Regions from separate parts of the Zea mays genome. Here region 1 is linked to region 2. A link is a contact called in public Hi-C data. All regions are on one chromosome and are shown on one strand. The core of a region is the stretch at or near the end of the contact, and the rest is flanking DNA. Distances in the headings are between cores, read along the strand shown.

What was found. A called contact is a pair of places that touch in the nucleus more often than the background predicts.
Region 1: a contact with region 2 is called in a Hi-C map of leaf, with 4 times the contacts expected there. The contact joins the enhancer-like site here to the promoter of LOC100382533 in region 2. A contact is called at or near these places in 5 of 25 Hi-C or Micro-C datasets (ear, endosperm, leaf and 1 more).

What each region holds. Positions count from the first base shown.
Region 1 is chr9:121,474,790-121,479,436 of Zm-B73-REFERENCE-NAM-5.0, forward strand. No RefSeq gene overlaps it. Among protein-coding and RNA genes, the nearest start is that of LOC541910, 6.5 kb to the right of the region's middle. Within about 2 kb of position 2,697, at least 18 of the 20 cell types and tissues checked have an H3K27ac peak or open chromatin away from gene starts, as enhancers often do. A contact at or near this core is called in ear, endosperm, leaf and 1 more, where this site is marked.
Region 2 is chr9:121,087,293-121,092,358 of Zm-B73-REFERENCE-NAM-5.0, forward strand. It overlaps LOC100382533, which reads left to right and starts at 2,684. Exons shown (of 17, transcript XM_020543763.2): 1 at 2,684-3,076; 2 at 3,911-5,066. The coding sequence starts at 3,921.

The DNA of each region.
Region 1 (4,647 bases), core at 1,447-3,946, 390 kb after region 2:
GGATCCAACGTCCAACCATGCATATGCGCGGTCCCGTCGCCGGCAGTTGAGCGTAAATCTACACGTATGCGTACGGTTGCGGAGTATGTCGCGACTCTACGTACTCATGTTAATTTGGTTCAGATCCGAACACCAGCCATCCGACGATATTCCGATCGACGCAGGCCAGTTGCAAGGAACAATTGTGTCGTCGGATCTGGTCTTTGGTGGTGTATTTTCGCGTCGGATGCGTGGACTCCTGCTGGTCGGTGGACGGTGGCGACAATCATGCAATGTAGCACGCAACGCAAGGCGCGTGGCCGTGTATACTACCATGCATCCAGGAAAAGGATCGGTCGTCCAGTTAGTACTAAAATACTCACCTCGTCAGTTCGTCACAGCGCAAGAGCTCTGCACTGCACCAGGCAATGATGCGCGGTGGCACTGGCACGCTAGGTCCCTTTGTACACCGGCCGCTAGGTCTCTTGCAATGGTGGCTGACAGTACGGAGTACCTGCTGCGCGCGGCATTTTGCTACTGATCTCTCATCATCCATGCCGCGTGCCTCACTTGCCTAGCTAGCTAGCTACTACATGCCTCGGCCGTATATATCATTGCGGCAACAAGGCATGGCCATGGCCAGCAGCGATGACTGCTGCTGTAGTTAGACCATTCACGGTGGCAGCATCTGGGCTTCCATCCTGGATTGGATGGACATGTTCTCTCTCTGGCAGTAGCAGCTGAAGGTCTCAACGCAGACACGATGATCGCGACGGCTGTAGAGATCGAGAGAAAGGATATAGGGGAGCGGGAAAGGCACATGTCGATGGATGGGAGAGATACGCACCGGGCGGGCACCGCCGGATGTGATCAAGTCCAGTTCATCCGCGAAAGCGGTGTTTTAACATGGAAACTAAGCAGAGCAGATGAGCTAGCACGTGACGGCGGCCAAACGACAGTTCACATGCCGTCGCTGGACGTACGCGGACGGATCCTTCTGGTGCGCCGATTTGTCAACCTGACGTACTACAGGCCGGGTTCCCTCCTGGTGCTGATCGATCACAGCCGGTTTTTCTACGCGGTACGGTTAACATCCCGTCTCTTTCGACTTTCAGTAAAGAGGCTGGCAGCACAGCTAGCAGGCACTCATATGCTACACTACAAGGTAGTGGCGACTTCAGATTAGCACAGCGGTACCATCTTTAAAAAATTAAGGAGTAGTACGAATGTATGATGTTTTAACATTTAAAATTCATAAAATATTTTACTCCATAGTTTAAGTCTAAACTTCGTAATGGCGATATGCAGTCCAGTTTGGATAACTAGAGGCGATTTTAAGAATCTGGATAAAGAAAAACTCAGAATCCTGGATTGCGTTCCAAACTGCTTTAGATGTTTAATAAACTTCAGATATTATTTTTATTCAACGTATCCAGAAGGCTAGGGTAGGGTGCTTGTCCCCTATGCGTCCTGAGCGCGCCACTGCGGTCTGCGCCCCTGGCCCTTTTGCCGTTGTCGCTTGTCCCTCGTTTTTCGAGAGCAGCATGGGAATTTTTTAATCCACTGCGTGTTCTCACGTTAGTTGCAGGGCTCGAAGAAGACGTGAGTGAAGAAGACCCGTGAACGAATGACTGCCGGAGGGAAGAAGACAAGTGGCGCGGCGAAGTTGAATTTCTTTTCTTTTCTTTGCTACATGCTCGTGGTCGTGGAGACAGACGCTTGGCTTTTTCCTCGTTTCTCCGGGAAAGCAGGAGTAGAACAGTGCAATTTTTATATGGTCAATGGGGCCGCGAATCCGATAACCGCGAGGTGCTTTGCCATGGCCGCCACGGAGACGGAGTTGCTTGCACTTGCACTGCGCCGGGAGGTAAGGGACCATTAACTACTAGCTAATGAATACTAGTGGTGTACTACCAGTAGTCGATGGCGGCCATTATATCGCTTACATACATCCTCCGGTGCCTATTTGTTTTTGTTTTAGACAATATTTAAATCAAACTTATTGATTTTTTTATTATAAATAATTGTTTTATTATTTAGTTTTGAAAGGTAATATTTATCTGCACCTATATTTAAAAAGTAAAATATAAATGTATTAAGAGTTTATTTCTATTTTCACGAAAAAAACATTGATCACAGTTGTATATTGGAAACACTGTCGTCATTGTTTTAAAAGACAACGAGAAATAATAAGAAACCGGAGCAAGTATAGAACTATGCAAGTGTAAGCATAATAACAACACCGAAAAAGCTGTTTCTGACCCCTTGCTTTGGCTTTACCCAAACTATTCTATCTGGCCGGATGAAACGACGACAGACAAAATATTCTATCTGGCCGGATGAAATCGTCGCAAAAGGCCGATCGAGCAAGGCGGCGCGCGATGCTTGCCGTGGATTGGGGCATCCGGAGAGGCGTTTTTTCCTCCGTTGGGCGGGCCCAGGAGACAGACACGCACCAACTGGCCGTGATTCAAGGTGCGTCTGCCTGCAGCAACCAGCTGATCAAGCAGTGGCCTCTTTGAAATCTTTAGGCGGCCCACATGGCAGCGAAAGAATACTTGGTCCGAGAGAGCTAGCGATCGACCGAGAGCATGATAAAAGTGCCCAGGCCGACTGGAGAACAAACCGAGCCGTCTCCGGCAGGGTCCACCACTACCGGTCCCCCCTAGGGCCGCGTGACTGCGTCTAGGGCGTGGGGCCTGCTTTACCCTGTGCCCCCACTCTAACGAGAAAAACTGTCTCAACGCACGCCACCCGTTGCCCTCGCCCCCACTCCTCCTCCCTCCGTCCAGAGCCTGACGGTCAGACCCGGCCACCAGTAGAGGCAGCCTTTGCGCAGCGCCCCGGTAGAGTAGAATAGTAAAAGTTGGCCGGAGCCCGGAGTGCAAGACGTGCCTGCGTGCACGCAGCGTGCGACCTCTGCGCCCATGCTCGCTAGTGAGCGTATTTATGGCGGTGGCGAGGTGGTCTCGCTGCTCCGGCGAATAAATTTTGGGCCAATTCCCCGTATGCCACTGGAAAATATACTCATTCCTTGTATGCCACTGGCCCCACATGTCATAGACACCAAAAAATATACCTATATGCCACTCAGTGGCACACAAGGGATAAGTATAAAATCTGATGGCATACCAGGAATTTTCTCATAAATTTTTGGCATCGGTGGCCGGCGGCGATCCGGATAAGTTCGCGGGGTCCTCTTAGTCCTCTCCTCTGTGCGCCACGGCACGTGAGTGCACGTTCGCGGGAATCTTAAAACTCGCATCGCATCCACGCAACTGATTACATAGCTTGCGTTTTTTTTTGGTTGCAGGCGATGTGTCGCTGACAGCGAGGTCCACGCGTGGGACCCCCTTGTTATCCGAACCATTATATAAGGGGGGAAGAAAATGCGAGCCGTTGCGCCGACGGACACGTAGCCGGAGCGGATAGGAGAGGTCGCAGCGCCGGGGGACGGTGACGGCGGATCTCTCGCGGCAGGCCGGCAGCAGGCAGCAGACAGCAGCGCTGCGCACGTACGGTCACATGGGCACCGGCATGGCGGGGGCATGTGGGGGTGGGTCCGCCCCGCCTTTCCTTGCCGCCGCGCTCGCGATGAAGGCGATGCATTATATATGAATCGAAATCATGCAGACCCCAGCCGGCTAGCCGTCCAGAAGCCCTCCTGGACCGGGCTTCTTTTCTTCGCTTTGCTTCCCGCCCTTGCTGCGCTCCGTTTCTTTTCTTTTTTCTTCCTTTTTTGTTTCAGCTGTCTTTACTTTCGGTCACGCAGCTAACGCTACACGCTTGCTCCCTTCTGCTTCCCGCCAACAATTCCTGGTGGCCCGCAAATACCATCCAAATCAGGAGCTCAAGGCTGCCACATTTCTCCCAGATTTCCGCACCGCATCCAACGAGTATAACAGCTTTGGCATGCGACCTCGTGTTCGGCTTCCAACCGATCAAATTGTTAACAAGAACGTTTCAAAGAAAAAGGAAAAATATTAACAAGACAAGCTTAAGGATGCCTTCGGTTCTTTTAGTAAAACTCGCCTCCACTCGCTGAGCCAGGATTTGAAGTCATCCAATGTGTTTGGTTGGTTTTATAGTACTGTAATATAAGACATAACCATTTTTATTAGAATCTCATAATATAAGGCATGTTTTATTTAATACGTATATCGATGTATTACTACTAGTATTGTTAAATAGAATTAAATATATTTTTTGTCTTTAAACTAGATTTAGTTACGCCTTATATACTGGAATGGAAGATTAGTAATCTTACGATTTGTGCAACATTTTTTATAACTTTTCTTGCTACCATCAAAATGAACCGGCAGGCTCATGGTCATGGGGGCTGGGCGCCTCGCAAGCAGGCCTAGACAAAATAAATCGAAACTGAATTAATCGGAACCGAAATTGAATTAACCGAAACTGAGTTAACACTTATAAATTTCGGTTTCATGTTTCAGAAAACCGAAATAACCGAGATAAATTCGGTTCTAGACCTCAGAAAATCGAGTTATCCGAAAAACAGAAATATAATAGAAGCATGATAGACCAATATAATTTTAGGCATATCTTAATATAACCTTCCCAAATCCTAAGTATATAAGCACACAACCTCTTCAAATCAATCAATCTCCAGCTCCAATAATCCTCCATCTGATCATCTACGTATTTTTG
Region 2 (5,066 bases), core at 1,434-3,933:
ACACAAACCAATAAAAGATCAAATAAAGGGTTCAAATTCAAGGAGCAAAAGAAACTGAAGTGTCCCCTGGTCTGGCGCACTGGACTGTCCGGTGCCACAAGAAGACAAAGCTCAAACGATCTACTGCGCCCGAACCCTAACGGTTGGGTGACGTGGCTGGCGCACCAGACTGTCCGGTGCGCCCATCGACAGCAGCCACCCCAACGGTTGTTTTGGTGGTTAATGGCTATAAATACCCCCAACCACCTCCACTCCAACCATCTAAGCATTCATCACTCTCCATTCAATACAAGAGCAAAGTGCAACACTCTAATACACAAATCAAAGCCACCGATCCAAGCAAAGCCCCCAATTCAATTCTAGCGCATTAGGACTTGTGAGAAGATCGTTCTTGTGTTTCTTTGTTGCTCTTGTTGCTTGGTTGGCTTTCTTTTCTTTCTCACTTCTTACTCTCAAGTGCTTTGTAAGCGAAGCAAGAGACACCAATTGTGTGGTGGTCCTTGCGGGGTCTAAGTGACCCGTGAGATTAAGGAAGAAGCCTCACTCGGTTTAAGTGACCGTTTGAGAGAGGGAAAGGGTTGAAAGAGACCTGGTCTTTGTGACCACCTCAACGGGGACTAGGTTCTTTAGAACCGAATCTCGGTAAAATAAATCACCGTGTTCATCCGCCTTACTTGTTGGTTGATTTGTTTTCCCCTCTCTCGGACTCGAATACATTTCTAACGCTAACCCCGGCTTGTAGTGTGTGCTTAAGTTTGTAAATTTCAGATTCGCCCTATTCACCCCCTCTAGGTGACTTTCACCCTCGCCATACCCCGCCGTACCCTTCCGTCAGTTCGCCCATGCTGGTCCCGTAGACCCACACGCAGCAGCTGTAGGAGAAGACGTGGTGTGGTGCGTTCCCCTCTTCTTCGAAATCGTCGCTGCACGGATCCACATCGTCTCCACACCTCTGCACTCTCGAGGCATGGGCGCCGGAGCTGTTCTCCGGTCCGCGACAACAGGGATAGTACCTCTTTTACTTATTTATTATTACATGCCTCCCTCTATGCTCTCCCTCCTCTCTTCACATTTCAGGTCCCTACATCTACCGCTGTCCTCGAGGACTCTTTGGGTTTGTTATTTTTTGGAGTCGCCGGCTGCCGTGAGAGTCCCTCGCTTTACTGTTGAATCCTAGAACTTGCCAAGGCATCTGTTGGTGCGCGTGTTAGCTATTATTTTAGCCAATCATTTGCTTTACAAGAAAGGACCAGATGAATTTGCGTTACGTTCCTTCTTTGTTTAAACCTAGGTAATGTTTTCTATTATACACTAACCTCTGTTTTCTTTGTTTCTTGTTCTTTTTCTCAGGGATACGGCCTCCTAACCAGAGGACTCAAGGTTGCCTTGTCATTTTTTAAACTTATGGTTTCTCGTGCGAACATTTAGCAAAGGCTTTATAACTATTCATGGGATTGAACTGCAAGCCAAAAACGACTGCTGCAGTCATTTAGATGTAGACTTGGATAAGAATATGGATCACCCAATCTTGATTTAAATCAAAACTGCTGCAAAGAGTTCCTTATGGAACATATTCTAGAATCAAAAGCCATGCTCCTTAGATGCCTGCATGAATGATGTGCCTGTGCACTACATTTTGAAACTGGACGAAGCTTTGAACTGTGAGGTCTCCACAAATTGAACGCAAGCCCTGGATTAGGTCTCCACAAATTGAACGCGGAAGGGCCAAGAAACTGTGAAGTATTAATGGTTGTTCTTTGGGTATTATTTATTGCTAGGTATTATATATATAATACAAAGGAGCATCAGAACCATTGCTCACTAAACTGACTAAGGTTGTTGGTTTGGAATCAGGACCCTGTTTGTTTAGCCTCGAGTTTATATACCTATGTTTAATATCCTGCTTTGATATAACATTAGCTTGAAAGACATGACACAAAATATTTGTGGACCTTTATGCTCACATTCTTCTATTTTTTTGCAGCCTTGACAAACCTGCTTTCTGAGAGATGATGACTTTCCTTTTGTGGATGTACATCTTAGTCGCCTCTGCAGATGGACATCTTTATCGCTTTTGTGGGTAGATTGTTTCGCTGGCTTTTTGTGGATTGAATGACTCTCCACTTGTAGTAGTGTAATGTTTATGTACCTAGCTGTCTAGATTGTATCGGCCAAGAGACCGCTACCAGTACCTTGTATATACATCTCGTTTAGTTGCCTGCCCCCCGCTGTGTCAGGTAGACATAGACTTGGATTATGTAGTCTTCTTCTGGACCAGTTTCCAGCTAGAACAAGCCTCAGCGTCATGCTATGATCCGTGTTTTAGTGTGGTGCTGCAACTATAATGTGGATTATTTTCAGGCTATCTATGTTCTGTTAAGTACCTTCTTTCTTGCTTGTCAAATTAAAAAAATTATTATAAATTTAGTCATTATTCACTTAATATTTTTTCAGTGCCGGATAGAGCGCCCGCAAGGGCGCCGTCTGATCCAGTGAGTTTTTTTCACGTGCAAGCCGCCGCTTCGTGTCCTCGCCTCCTCGGCTTCGGCGGACCAACCCAGACCTAAAACTGAAAGCCACTCCAGTCCCAGGCTCTCAAGGCCTGTTTGATTGACGGCTGAAAAATGCTGCCTGAGCCAGGCAGCCCAGGCCCTCCAAACATGCCATCGAAGAAGCCCCAATCACCCGATCCAGTCCCAATCACCCGATCCAGCTGTGCGCAAGTTACTGGTGTGCCCGGTGCGCGGGCCGCGTACATCCTGCACAGCCGAACCACAAAGCCCCCCACCCGACCATGGACCACCAGTCCACCGCAAGGCACACTCCTGTCTCCACCCTGCTCCGCTCTTTGCTCCCGCTCCCGCTCCCGCTCGCCTACGCTACTTGCCGTTCATCGCCGGCCACAGCCTCTGCCCCCGCCGCTTAGAGTTCGCCTCCGTCGCTGCTGCAGGAGCTAGGGTTTCCGGCGCCGGGCGCCGGGGTATGAGCATCCGCCGCCGCCGCCCTGCAGGATCTAAGGTTTCGACGACTCCGCTCACTGATGGAGGGTGGTAGAAGGGCGAGCGAGTCCCTCTCGGTACTTTCCCATTCCTCCTTATATTTTTCTTCTTCACGCGACGTGCCTCGTTTTTGTGCCGCAGGGTACGAGGCAAGTAGTGGCTCGCCCGGGTCGCGCGCGCAGCTTGGTGGGTTAGGGTTTGGGATGGGTGGCACTTGATATTGTTTTCGGGTAGTTTTGAAGGCGTAGTTACGAATTCCTGCTTGACTCTGGGAATTGGGATTTGGAGCCTTTTGTTTTCAGTAGCCTCATGTGTTTTTTTTGCGGTCAGACTGGTTTGGGGCTTGGTTCAAGTTCAATCCGACCGCTGTAAATTACAGCTTTACTTGCTTAGAGTAATGTTTTGCTGGGAGTTTAGTGCTAGCGAGCTCATGGTCCTGAGGTCAAAGTGCACCACACGTGTTCTATTCATGGGACAGGAGGGAGTACGGTCTTAGTTGACTGAGAATGTTCTGCTAGCAAATGTAGAATTTGTACTTCCCTTTTGGCTATTTTAAAACAGCCACACCAGTCTTTATGGTTCAGTCAGTACTGCAATTTTGGTGCGGGTTATTTGTTATACAACAAGCATCATTACTTTGTACTAGGTGGCAGTCTTGTAGAGTCGTCTGAGATGCTGCCTACTGCCTTAAATTTCTCACGTACACTGATACACACTCACACATGATGTTGTTTGTTGCAATGATGTTCACACATCCGTGGCCGTCTGAGTACTTTTGCTCCCATATATGAATTATGTTATATATAAATATGATGCTCCAATATATTTAGCTTGCTTGCTGCAAAGTTGCTGATTTATGTTTGACTTGTTGGAACTTTGACTTTATATGTTTTGAACTCTCTATTTTGCAGGCATACACCCATGGACCATGACGATACTGATTTTCAGAGCCAAAATTTTCAACTAGCTGGTGTAGGAAGTAGCAAATTCCCATCAGGTTTGCGACCATTTGCACTGCCAAAACTTGATATCGAGGACCAACTACAAGGCCATCTTCGATTTGATAATTTGATAGATTCAGAAGCATTTTTCAGCGTACAAGGGCACGAGAATAGCTGGATTGAGGTTCTGTCCACTGGAAGCAGTGTTGTTGATTTTAGCTCTAGCGCAGCTGAATCTTGCTCGATATCTAAAACTAATAATGTCTGGTCAGAGGCAACGTCCACAGAATCTGTCGAAATGCTATTGAAATCAGTGGGAGGAAATGAGACAACTGGTAACATGGACAGTAATGCTCACCTTCAGTTAATTGGTATGGACAGTCAAACTGATCAATCGAGTGTTCATCCTAAATCTAGTACCTCCCCGACAGATAGTACTGTAGTGCCAACTGAGAAAGATCAGTCTTGGAGCACTCATTCTAGAATGACTGCTGACCTTTCAAACACTGAGTCTCAGCTTGAACATTTTGTGCCTTTCTTACTGGACAAGAAAGCTGCGCAGGCAGCAGATTCTGTTGCTGAGAAGTGCCTTACAGGTGAGAAGTTGTCCTCTTCAAACAACACACCAGGAAGCTGCCCAACTGTTGGCAACTATTTTGGGGCAGGCCATGATGATAATTCTTTGGACAAATTTAATGTACCCTCAGCTGAAGTAGATTCAAAGAAATTGAATAATGAATCTTTCCCAGAGTTGGCTCCCCTGCAGAACATATATACTGATTCATATCACTTCAAGAAAGATATTAAAGAATCTGAGGCTGTTGTTACTCCTCAAGATTCGAAGTTTTGCCATATCAATGAAAATAAAGTTGAAGGTGGACTACAAGAACTGCAAAATTTGTCATGTGCTGGTCAGTCCTTGGGCGCTGTAAACTTGTCCAGTCCACCAAGCAATGAAACTCTATTGTCAAAAAGTTCTGATGGATTACTAGAAGCCATCACAAATCCAGTTAAGATGCTGCACAGGAGCGATGATACTTGCCATAAAGTGAACATCACTCTTCAACCATCTTTTTTAGCAGTGCAACATGGAACTGAAGGCCTGAAAAGTTCAGTTCACAGGAGC